2 separate regions of the Ovis aries genome follow, and region 1 is linked to region 2. Evidence: chromatin contacts called from public Hi-C data. All regions are on one chromosome and are shown on one strand. The core of a region is the stretch at or near the end of the contact, and the rest is flanking DNA. Distances in the headings are between cores, read along the strand shown.

Region 1 (6,233 bases), core at 1,222-3,721, 240 kb before region 2:
TAGGGGAAGCAGAGAGAGACCTTGGATGGGAGTCAAAATGACTACACAGGGTCTCATAGGTCATATCAGGGAGTGTCAACTCTATCCCCTAAGCAATAGAGAACCATCACAAGTTTTAAAGGAGGCAACTGACATGATCTGAGTTGAGTTTTTGAGAGATGGAAAAAGGTATTACAGAAGGCAGGAGACATTCACTTCAGATAGGAGAAAAGGACAGACAGCTCTTTCATTGTAACTGAGAGGGAAGGAGAGGGTATTTTGGATGCATTTAAATTCTGAGCTTCAAGCAATGTGTGCTCTAGTCAGCTTCTACTAGCTATCAGGCTGCTACTGCTGCTAAGTTACTTCAGTCGTGTCCGACTCTGTGTGACCCCATAGATGGCAGCCCACCAGGCTCCCCCGTCCCTGGGATTCTCCAGGCAAGAACACTGGAGTGGGTTGCCATTTCCTTCAGGAGCCAGTTGTTAAATTTTCAGGAATTTTGAGATCTGGTTAACTTATGCTAATAGCTTGGATTCAGCCATAATGGGAATATTTATCCCATGGAAGTTGGCAACATTACAAATCAGAACTCCTCCACATCGCACCCTGCAGATTATCAATTATTAGGCATCTACCATCACACCCCTGGAGGGCAGGAAAGACAAAGAACTCCCATCTAAACATCACCGTCTTCTCTGTTGGATAAGAAGACAGATTTCATGCTAATGTCAGAGCTTAGAGGAAAGTGAATCGAAGTTGAATCCTATGAAGCATGGCAGAGAGAGAGAGAAATATATTGAAAGATCCCCTGGAGGAGGGCATGGCAACCCACTCCAGTATTCTTACCTGGAAAATCCCATGGACAGAGAAGACTGGTTGGCTATGATCCATAGGGGTGCAAAGAGCTGAACTTCACTGAAGCAACTTAGCTCACACACACACACACACATGCACACATCCCTATTTTAGACATCATATGTTAAAGATTGCAGTTCCCAGTGTCACTGGAACAGCCTAACAGCATTATTAACCACACAGGATAAATAAACTGAAGCAGGGATAGGCAGATTCTTACCATTTTAGGGGGGATGATCAGATATTTGGGAATCTTTGCTCATCATTTTGATGCATATCACCGGTGAACAATGACTGATACCTGTCCTATATACAATCACTCTAGAGGAGCAATAATCATGAGGACATCATTTTGCAAATTATTAGAACGTAAAAGTATTAAGTAATATGGAAGAACTTCAAAGAGTTAATGTGAAATTTCTAAATCACCTTCAAATAGCTTATTTTCTTACAATAATTTAACCACCAGCAGGAAAATCCTTTCTGGATTATTGTTTATGGGATATGACCAGAAGCTGACTTAGTGATGGGACTGTTAACTGGCAGAACCTCAAAAAAGAACAAACCAGCTATCATAAGACAAGACTCAGGGCATATGAAATATAAATTAAATATCAAATGACAATGGATTGTCCTAGCTGACACCTGTTTATATCTTCCAAAACATACTAAAGAGTATAACTGTCTAGATTCAAACCAAGTGACCTTGACTGAGTGGTGAGGATTTCCTGTATTTGCATGTTTTGTCACTTAGATGTCACCAGGACGCAGGCAGATGCAGGGCAGGCCACTCTGTGTGGTGGAGAAGGGGTTGTGGGGAGCAGCCCTTCCTGGGATGTCCCTCACTCTGGAAGACTGTGTTGGGCTCTGGGTCACATTCCTACATGTGACAGACAAGAGGGCCCTATTGGTCAGGCACCTGCTCACCTCTGACCTCAGAAAAAGAAATTTTAAAGAAGAAAATAAAAATAAGAGTATAACTGTCAAAAAGCTATGTACTTGGTGACTACATTTGCCATGCCACCTTTCCCTAAGATTGAATACATTGAGTGTAATGCCAATGTTATTTCTCAATATGTATATGTTACCGGAATTTTCTGTCTGAATTAAAAATGTCTTTTCAATGAGATAACTGAATTCATGGTACTCTTGTGTTTGTGATTCATCATGATTAGTGCCAGATTCAATAAATATAATTCATTTTCACCCACTACCTTGAGATTAGCTGGATGTCATGGGTTTGAAAAAGCTAGACTCCCTGGTGCTATAGATATAAATCTTGTCCAGCGTAACTTATGTTCTTTTTTATGAGATAAGTGAGGGTGAATGGCATGTAGTTTTCATACCGAGGAAGGCACTTCCTTCTCCTTCAAAGTGATTACGTCACTGCATTTCCCACTGGAATACCTGACCCCTCAAAAACATAGCAAACAGAACTATTGATTTTAGTCCCCTCATACTAGATTTTTTTTCTTACCTTTTTTTCCCTACCTGGCTTTTTTGTCTTTTCTAACGTTGAGGTATTTGGATACGCAGTAAGAGGAAGAAATATCTGGGAGAGCAGGAAGTATACACACGATTTTCTTTCTCTTGTCACTCTCCACGTTGGCCAGCAAGGGGAGTTACAGGAACAATTTCAGGGATTTGAGCTGAGATACTTGCTTCCCATAGTTGATTACTAGTCACCATGTCTCTTGCACTGGACTTTCTTGTGTAACTCAGCGAGAATTGTTTTCTACTTCCGTGTACCCGTATAGTTTTTCTTTCATCTAATAGTTTGCTGATGAAAAATTGTGAACTTCAAAGTAAAAAAATCTAACAGAATGGTGGGACACTGGAAATGAAGTGAGTTTCTGTGCCCAGGTGGCGTAAAAATCTAATTGTAGCCAGGAGCAGCCCAAGCCCCCTTAATGCGGATGAGGCAGCGTTCAACTGGCTTCAATAAAAAGGGACTTAAATGGAAGGGAGGTGGCCTTGAGGAGAGCCGCCCCGGCTTCCAGGACTGAGAAGGCCATTGTTCTGAGCTCTCCTGGGGCTTATGGAGATTGAAGAAGCACCTGCTGCTTTCCAGAGCTGAATGTTTCAGGCCAGGGCTGGAACACTCCCCTGGGCCTCTAGCCCCCAGCCAGTCAGGTGCTAGAAATTCAAAGACATGGGGAGAAGGTGTGGGAAGAGCCCTCAGGAGGGATCTGGAGAGACAGTTTCCACTCTCTGAGCAACTCAGGAGAGCTCTCTCCCCTTTAAATCACATTTCATGCTTCTTGTATGACAGTATGAATCTGTGTTCAGTTGTGTCCAACTCTTTGTGACTCCCATGGACTGTAGTCCACCAGGCTTCTCTGTTGATAAAATTTTCCAAGCCAGAATACTGGAGTGGGTTGCCATTTCTTCCTCCAAAGAATCTTCCCAACCCAGGGATTGAACCCACATCACTTGCATCTCCTGCATTGGCAGGCAGATTCTTTACCAACTGCACCATTAGCTCCAACCAAGCCTCTCTGTGGTCTTCAGTGGAATCCCTCTACTAATAACATTTTAATATCTGACCACTCTCATAGATAATGGTTCACTTCATTTGCTTATTTTGGGACTAGAATCAATGATCATGTACCCTCTTAATGCCTTGATTCTGCTTCCCCAAACCCCATCCTGACTAAAGAAAACAACACTTTTCTGTTAGTGGCAAAATACACTAAAACTCGTAATCACTAGTTTTCTCTATGTGAAGGTCAAATTCTAATTTAAATTATTTTAAGTATATGTCTTGAATAAGTTATGATCCCATGCTGTGCTAATGAACAAACATTGCATAGTATGGAGAAAGGAATCTGGTCCTGAGAGGAGGAGATGTAGATTTTAGTTTTGACTCTGCCATTTAATAGCTCTACAGTCTTAGACAAATCACATGATTTGAGGGAATTTAAGTATTCTCACTGCAAAAATAAGGAGGGTGGACAAACTCAGTGGACAAGATTCCAGACTTGAGAGTCAGGCTGAGTGGGATTTTAATCCTGGTTATTTCATGTATTAGCTAGATGTCTTTAAGCAAGTGACTACTAGCATTGTTTTAATGCTTTAATGAGATAATGTACATGAAATCCTTAGCCTCCTTCTTAGAATGTAATAAGCACTCAACAAAGAATAGTTATGATAATAACCATGATAATGATCTTAAGTATTAAGGTTCTATTAGGGCGTTTTTAAAATACTCTGAAAGGCAATGACTCGACCCAAATGGTATGACCAATTGCTCTGAATGCACCTGTTTATGTGATTCTGTGCTTCTTCAGAGAATTTGTTAAGAAACAGACTGAAAGTATAGAGAACTTTGGAAAGGGTTAGATTTTGTTATGCAGTATTGCAGCCACATATTCTGCAAACAGCAAACAATGAGATTACAGGCATTGTGATAAATACAGTCTTGGGCTGATTTCCCTTTTTTATGGCATAGTGTAACACCTACTAGAAAATCTGAAAAGGTTAAAATTTATTTTTAATAGTAGTGCAGTGAATGAAATAAGAAAGGAATTGGTTCTTTTTAATTTTAAAACTGACAGTTTTCTTTCAGTTTACAAATTTTGAAAATGTTCTGTCTGTAATGTTCAGGTTTAATTTAAAATTATTCTCAGATAATAATAATTACTGGAAATGAGCTGTGTTTACCAGCTCCATGATGAGAATGGCAAACAGATAGAACTTACTGAATTAGTATCTACTGAATGTCCGTTATGTTTCAGGCACTGCTCTAAGTGTTAGGATATAGCTGTGAATAAAACAGACCAAAGTCCCACCCTCTTGAAACTGACCTTCAGTTGAGGTTTGCCCTTTGTCCGGATGCGAGATCTAATGGAAGGCCTGACTGTCAGGCTGTGGTGACAAGAATCAGGACACCACACCAGGGGTCATTGAGAAAGGATGTTGTGGCTGTCAGGTGATTTCCGTCAGGGATGAGTGTGGAAGCATCCTGGACTGAGCTGTATTTACCATCCTATTTACCATCCTCACTGGAGAGCAGCGCTGCCCAGTCAGGTAGCCACTTGCCACATGTGATTATTGAGCTGTTGAACTGTGGCTAGTCCAAATTGAGATCTACTCTGAGTATAAAATACACAGTAGATTTCAAAGACCTAGTAAGAAAATAAGAATAATAATTTCAAAATAATTTCATATTGATGACATTAAAATAATATTGTAGATATATTAGGTTATATGAAATATGTTATTAAAATTAATTTCATATTTTACTTTTTAAAAAATGTGGCTACTAGAACATTTTAATATTATACATGTGTGAAAGTCTCTCAGTCATGTCCAGCTCTTTGCCACCCCATGGACTACACAGTCCATGGAATTCTCCAGGCCAGAATACTGGAGTGGGTAGCCATTCCCTTCTCCAGGGGATCTTCCTAACCCAGGGATCAAAGCCAGGTCTCCCACGTTGCAGGCGGATTCTTTACCAGCTGAGCCACCAGGGAAGCCCTTATTATTATACACGTGGTTCTCATTGTATTTTTGCACAGCAGCGCTGGTGCAGTGTTATGTCCTGACTGGAGTCCATTAACACCACAACCTTCTCAACCAGCACAGGCAGGAGGCAACACTATGAAAAAGCAAAAATGTGCTGGCTTCTTCTTTTACTGTTTCTTTTTTTAAATACTGTCTTATCCCTTAGTATTTGGCCTATAACTCCTCCTCTCAGATACTTTTCATGGAGCTATTTCCAGGCAGTTTTCCATACTTCAAAGCTGTCCTATCCTATAAGAACTTTACTGCTAAGCGTCCCTTTTCTGTGAGATATTTAGCTTTCTAAGATGTTAATAGGTTCTGATAGTTTAGGATATCATCTTTTAAAATGTGTCCATTAAATGCATGTACCCTGTAATTTTAAAAAGTGGGCTACCCTTGTGGCTCAGTGGTAAAGAATCTGCTTGCCAGTGCAGGAGATGTGGGTTTGATTCCTGGGTTGGGAAGATCCCCTGGAAAAGGAAACAACAACCCACTCCAGTATTCTTGCCTGAGAAATCCCATGGACAGAGGAGCCTGGTGGGCTACAGTCCATGGGGTCACACAAGAGGTGGGCATGACTTAGCGACTGAACAACAACAACAATCCTTTAATAAAATACCTTAGCTGAGAAAAATCAGTCTCAAGTAGTGGTGATTTTGTGCTAAGTAATAAAGCTGGAGCACTTTTTCTTGCTGGCACAGAAGCATAGAGACTATAACCCCACCTTGTCCACAACTGTCCATTGTGATCAAGACTGGCCAGGTCTTCCCTACACATCCTCCCTCCCTAGTATTTGGGCATCATTTCACAGTTCACTAAGTGCTTGCACAGGTTTCTTATTTTCACCTCCAACTAGTCCATGAAATAAACAAGGATGGACCTATCAGTTG
Region 2 (5,936 bases), core at 598-3,097:
GAGGACACCATCAAGAAGAGCTTCGGCCAGTTCAACCCGGGCTGCGTGGAGCGCGTCAAGAAGATCCGCGACTATGCCTTCGTGCACTTCGCCAGCCGCGAGGACGCCGTGCACGCCATGAACAACCTCAACGGCACCGAGCTGGAGGGCTCGTGCCTCGAGGTGACGCTGGCCAAGCCCGTCGACAAGGAGCAGTACTCCCGCTACCAGAAGGCAGCCAAGGGTGGCGGCGCAGCCGAGGCAGCAGTGGTGCAGCAGCCCAGCTACGTGTATTCCTGTGACCCCTACACGCTAGCCTACTACGGCTACCCCTACAACGCGCTCATCGGGCCCAACAGGGACTACTTCGTGAAAGGTTAGTGGGGGTTCCTCGCCTACGTGGGCGGGAGTGGGGGGGACGCATCTGCCAGATGGATGCCCTTTGGGGCGTGGTGGCTGTCATTTACTGAGCTGGTGGACGGCGACCCCTCCTACTAACCCTCATTGGGGCAGTCACTGCTACAGCATCGAGGAAAATGTAGATGGTTCATATATACAGCGTGAGGTAACGTTACCCATCGCGTGCAGCATGCAAGCTTTTCTTGCGTTCTGCCCTCCCAGGGCGTTTATCCAACGTGGGGTTAGACGGCAAGTCTCTGGGTTCTTAGGTTAAAGCCTACTTGTGAAATTAAACCTTTAGATGTTGGGGAGTGAAGGGCACAGTATTGTTGGGTTTGTTTGTGTTGTTTTGTTGTTCTTAGTCACTGACTAGCCTGTACTGAAAGCAGGCATTACACTGGAAAGCAAAATACTTGGGTTCTGTGTCCTGCCGTCTGATTAACCGGCTCTGTGACTTTAGTCAGCCCCTTTAAGCTCCCGAAGCCTGTTTTCTCACGCCTAAAATGAGGAAGATGAACTAGCACTTCCCCTTCTACATCTACTTGTGTGACCATCTTAGAAAATTTTTATTTATTGGAGTGGCAGTTTCAATCCTAGGAACTCACCCTTCAAGTTCATCTTGTGTACTAAGCAGACATCTTAGGATGCATCTAGGCTGGAGCCAGAAAGTCTGAAGCATCTTCCGAGCTCACTAAAGAGCAGAGGTGTAGCCACCTGTAGCTTAGAGCCAGGACATATACCAAAGTGCCAAGAACCTTGGGTTAAGATCCACCTCCTGTACAGTTGCTGTTGGTAGCTCATCATTTTTTGTGTTGTTATTATAAGCAGGCAGCATAAGAGGCCGGGGTCGAGGTGCAGCTGGCAACAGAGCCCCGGGCCCCAGGGGTTCCTACCTTGGGGGATATTCTGCTGGCCGTGGTATATATAGCCGATATCATGAAGGAAAAGGAAAACAGCAAGAAAAAGGATATGAACTTGTACCGAATTTGGAAATCTCTGCTGTCAACCCAGTTGCCATTAAGCCTGGTACAGGTCAGTATAAACCAGAGTGAGAATGCATTTATTCAGCCTGAACCCCAACTCTCTCTCTTTGAGCTGACTTCCTCGGCACTTTCATCTGCATGTGGGTTCCTCTTCTCAAAGGCAGGCAGAGATTAGGCAAGGATCGTGGCCTCCTGGGCCTTCTTATCTAGAGCTTGGGGGATGGTCTAATTTTGACGATGTTCAAGTCAAACTTTCTTATAGTGGGTTTCCCAAATGGCTGTTGCCAGTTGTTAGACTTTTTCTCAATTAGGCAGGTTCTCAGTTAGGGAGGTTGGGGTGAGGGGTGCGGGGGTAGAAAAATGTGAGGCTCTTCTGTATCTTCTACCAGCTAAAAGCTTTCTATCCCTTACTCAAGCCTGTTTTGACCCCAGTCATCAGAAGCCAGAAGGTGCAACTCTGCCAGTTCTGAGAGTTGTTGGGAAATTCCCCTTCAGGAGTAAATAACGCTGCTGTCCCTTATCGTGGTCTTAACCAACCAGAACACCTGGGAGTAAGGCAGCAGAGAAACTTTCTGCAGCTAATTCCCAGCTCTCATTTCCGCCTCTTGCTGGATCAGTAGATTGAGGGTAGAGGGGCACTCAAGTAGTTGAAGCGAAGGACCTTGAACTTTGCTTCCATCCTCCAGGCCCCACAAACCAGTTTTCCAACGTTGTTAATGCCGTCAGTCATCTGAGACAGGTCTTTTTTCTGATCCTAAGCTGCAGGGAGCTTTATTGAACTGCGCAGTGTGAGCACGGCACAAACCCCCTGAGTGCACACACCACACAAGCACCCAAACACATGGGAAATTCCATCGTGATACTCCTCCAGACCTTCTCCCAGTCTCATGGAGGGTAGGTTGAAGAGCTCTTTGAGAGCATCTGCACTTCGAAGCTCAGCTCCTGACTTCGTGTTGGCTAGGACTGTACTCCTTCGTCTGGCTAAAACAATTTCAAGGGAGCTGTGTATAAGGAGTGTAGGTTGGCATTGACCACATAGGGGCTTACAAGGCCTTTTCTCAGTAGAGCTTCCTTTTGAAGTAATCCAGTGATTTTTTTTTTTTTTTTAATGCCTGTGAAAAAAATTCTGCCACTTCTGCAGTTAAGTGACTCCTTAGACTGGATTTCCTAGGAAATGTCATTGATGCATCAAACAATATAAAACTGATCCTGTTTCTCTCTAATTCCATAAAGCAGAGCCTGGATACAGGAGTTGTCTCTTCGACTTGTTGGGAAAAGTATTCCCGTTGGCAGTAGTTTAAGATTTAACTAGAGAAAAGAAAAGTCACTCAGTCATGTCCAACTCTTTGCAAACCCATGGACTGTCCATGGAATTCTCCAGACCAGAATACGGCAGTGAGTAACCTTTCCCTTCTCCAGGGAATCTTCCCAACCCAGGTTTCCCACATTGCAGGCAAATTCTTTACCAGCTGAGCCACCAGGGAAGCCCAGAGAAAAGAACTCAAAGATCTTTAAGCATGTAATTGTGTTCTGAGGCATGGGGTAGAAATTCCTTTGGCTGGTAGCCAGAACAATCCGGAGTTGCTTAGTACAACTCAGATGTAGCTCAAACTTATAGCCCTTTCTGGGCCCTGTCCCCTTGACCTCTGTTTCTGATTCATTCAGAAAATTAGAACTCTGTAATTTTAGGAGGAACACCAGGCAATGGTGAAGTATCTAGGCACAAGATCACATAGATGGAAAGGCAGGTAAAAGATCTGGTTTAGATTTTAGATATATTTCATTGAATGACTGTACCATTGTTTAGCCTACAATCACTTCTCTTTGGGCTTCCACAGTGGCTCACTGGTAAAGAATCTACGTGCAAAGCAGGAGACATGGCTTTGATCCCTGAGTCGGGAAGATCCCCTGGGGAGGGCAACCCACTCCAGTATTCTTGCCTAGAGAATCTCATGGACAGAGAAGCTGGGTGGGTTACAGTCCAGTGTCACCAAGAGTTAGACACGAATGAAGCAACTGAGCACACAGCATGCAAGCATTTCTTTTTACCTTATATCAAATCGGCTTTTATTTGAAAAAATTACCTACAGTTGGAGAATAGAAATAAGTGAAAGTATACTCTGTTGTGTGCATTTCAATATTCTTACCATCCTCAAAACATACAACACACGCTCACACAACCTCCCCCAAATCAGGGCCTTTTTTTTTTTTTTTTTTTTTTGTCTTTTTACCTCTCCTTATCATACATTGGAGAAGGGCATGGCAGCCCACTCCAATATTCTTGCCTGGAGAATCCCTTGGACAGAGGAGCCTGGCAGGCTGTACAGTCCATAGGGTTGCAAAGAGCCAGACATGACTGAAGCAACGTAGCAGCAGCAGCAGCAGCATCATACATTGACATTCGAACACTGTGATCTGTCTGATCCTCTGGTTGAAATGAGTCCTTTGAACTTTATTCACAGAAACATGTCTTTGCATTGGCAGGTCGGGGAGGATATACACTGACCTCTGAGTTCTCAGAATGAAACTCTCAGTAGCACCTGCTCTTTAAAACGTGGTGAAAGTGAAAAAGGGCAGTGGGGCTGGTACTGAGTAAGATAGGTGATAAGGAACTGGCAGGCTCTTCTCACACTCTTGGGCCTCAAGCCTCTGCTCTCACTTCTTATTCTGAGCCTGTTTTCTCAAAACTGCAAGGCCCTTTCTTGCTCTGTAGGACCTCAAGAATACGAGTCTAAATGCTATTCTGTTCCAAATTCTGTTAGCAGTAGAAAATGTGGGCACAGACACTTAACTGTAGGCTTGCCTACCCTGAGGATCTGTGGGGAGATCCCACCCATTGCCACATGGTTCCTTTTGAAAGTCCAGCAGGATATAGGGTACCTCCACCTCCCCTCTTGGATAGCACCTGTAGTGAGAGAGCATTCGTTTGCAGGCAGAGCCCCTGGCTGCTAAACTTGTTTTTGAAAATATTGAGGAAGTGATGGCGCTTCCCTCAGTGACCTGTGCTTCCCTTTTCCTTCTCTTGCAGTGGCCATCCCTGCCATCGGCGCCCAGTATTCCATGTTTCAGGCAGCTCCGGCCCCTAAAATGATTGAAGATGGTAAAATCCACACAATGGAGCACATGATCAGCCCCATCGCTGTGCAGCCTGACCCAGCCAGTGCTGCTGCGGCCGCCGCGGCTGCCGCTGCGGTCATCCCTGCGGTATCCACGCCGCCGCCTTTCCAGGTAGGCTTCTTGTTGCAGTGTTTGTGTGAGGTCTCATGTATCATGGATTCACTTAATACTCCGCAGGAGCACTGACACTGTGCCTGGCTTTCTGCTAGAACTATGGGTCTGAGTGATAGAAATATTTTTGTAAGATAAATCATGACAGGACAGGAAAATGTTAGATAAGAATTGTACTATCCTAAAATTGCCACTATATTAAAGATAGGAAGCAATATCCAAAAATGACATATGTAATTTCTCACAGTGTCGTTATACATCCTATTTTTTTTTTAATGACATAGGATAATTTTTAATTCATGTACGTATTGTTACTGAGATGACACATGGAGTCCCAGGGGATAGTTCATGCCAGATTGTAATTTTTGCATTCCAGATTATAGTCCAGTAAAGATTTTTTAAAGTTCTGCCCCCTTCCTCCCCTCCATCTCTCTCTCTGAGTGTATCCATAGGTATATATGTATGCGTATATATATATATGTGAGTGCCTGTAGAGAGACAGAAATGTCTATAAAGGTTTATGAAACTTTACAAAACTCTCCCAACCATATCCAACTATTCCCATTTCTCCTCCCAATCCAGCTTTACCATTCCATCCTCCTTCCCCACCTTTACTCATAGTGTTCTCCTCTATGTTTTTTTTCTCTAGAACCTTTCCTCACCTGGGAAACCATCTGTCCTGTACGTCTCAATATTGGCTACTTGACTACCAGTCAAGTTCTATGTTCTGTCTCCCCAGTTAAAGTATTTTCAGACCAAGAGCCACATCTTGTATATATTTCTTTGTTTCTGCAATATGTAGCACACAGGGAATACCTATACTATATATCATTTTCCTAAACAGGAAAAATAATCTTGTTGAAGCTATTCTTTGTGAAGCAGTGAATATCAAACACCTCATCAATCCATAAGCATAAAAACTCAGGCCGGGGATGTCTTGTATCTAACTGGATAAGAATTATCGAGGAGACATGTTTATAAAACAGAGATTCTAGATTCAAACCCCAGAAGACTCCAATTCAGCAGAACTGGGCTGGCGTTCTAGAATCCATATTTTGTCCCACCTCCTCAGTAATGCTGAAACAGCTAGGCTTGTGAACCCCAGCAGCAGTCTTGGGTTGCAAATGACTCACAAGGTAGTTATTACTGTGTCCTGACTATAAATACATACAGTAACCTACAAGCATTACCTAGTGGAATTCTGCTCAATTCGAATTCCTCTTTACTGGGAAACTTGTGAACTTTGGTCTTTGCTGAGTGGTCACAGTTGTGGTTGGGCCCAAATTTCAGGCTTCACGATTACGTTCTGGATTGCAGGCTGTTTCTGTCTTCTATCAGTCTGCACGG

Evidence for each region. A called contact is a pair of places that touch in the nucleus more often than the background predicts.
Region 1: a Hi-C map of mixed tissues shows a contact between it and region 2, with 4 times the contacts expected there. The contact joins two enhancer-like sites.

What each region holds. Positions count from the first base shown.
Region 1 is chr6:60,360,024-60,366,256 of ARS-UI_Ramb_v3.0, reverse strand. No RefSeq gene overlaps it. Among named protein-coding and RNA genes, the nearest start is that of NSUN7, 16 kb to the left of the region's middle. Within about 2 kb of position 2,471, at least 10 of the 54 cell types and tissues checked have an H3K27ac peak or open chromatin away from gene starts, as enhancers often do.
Region 2 is chr6:60,117,737-60,123,672 of ARS-UI_Ramb_v3.0, reverse strand. RBM47 (RNA binding motif protein 47) reads left to right here. Exons shown (of 8, transcript XM_060416994.1): 5 at 1-355; 6 at 1,204-1,410; 7 at 4,390-4,589. Among named protein-coding and RNA genes, the nearest start is that of CHRNA9, 70 kb to the right of the region's middle. Within about 2 kb of position 1,847, at least 5 of the 54 cell types and tissues checked have an H3K27ac peak or open chromatin away from gene starts, as enhancers often do.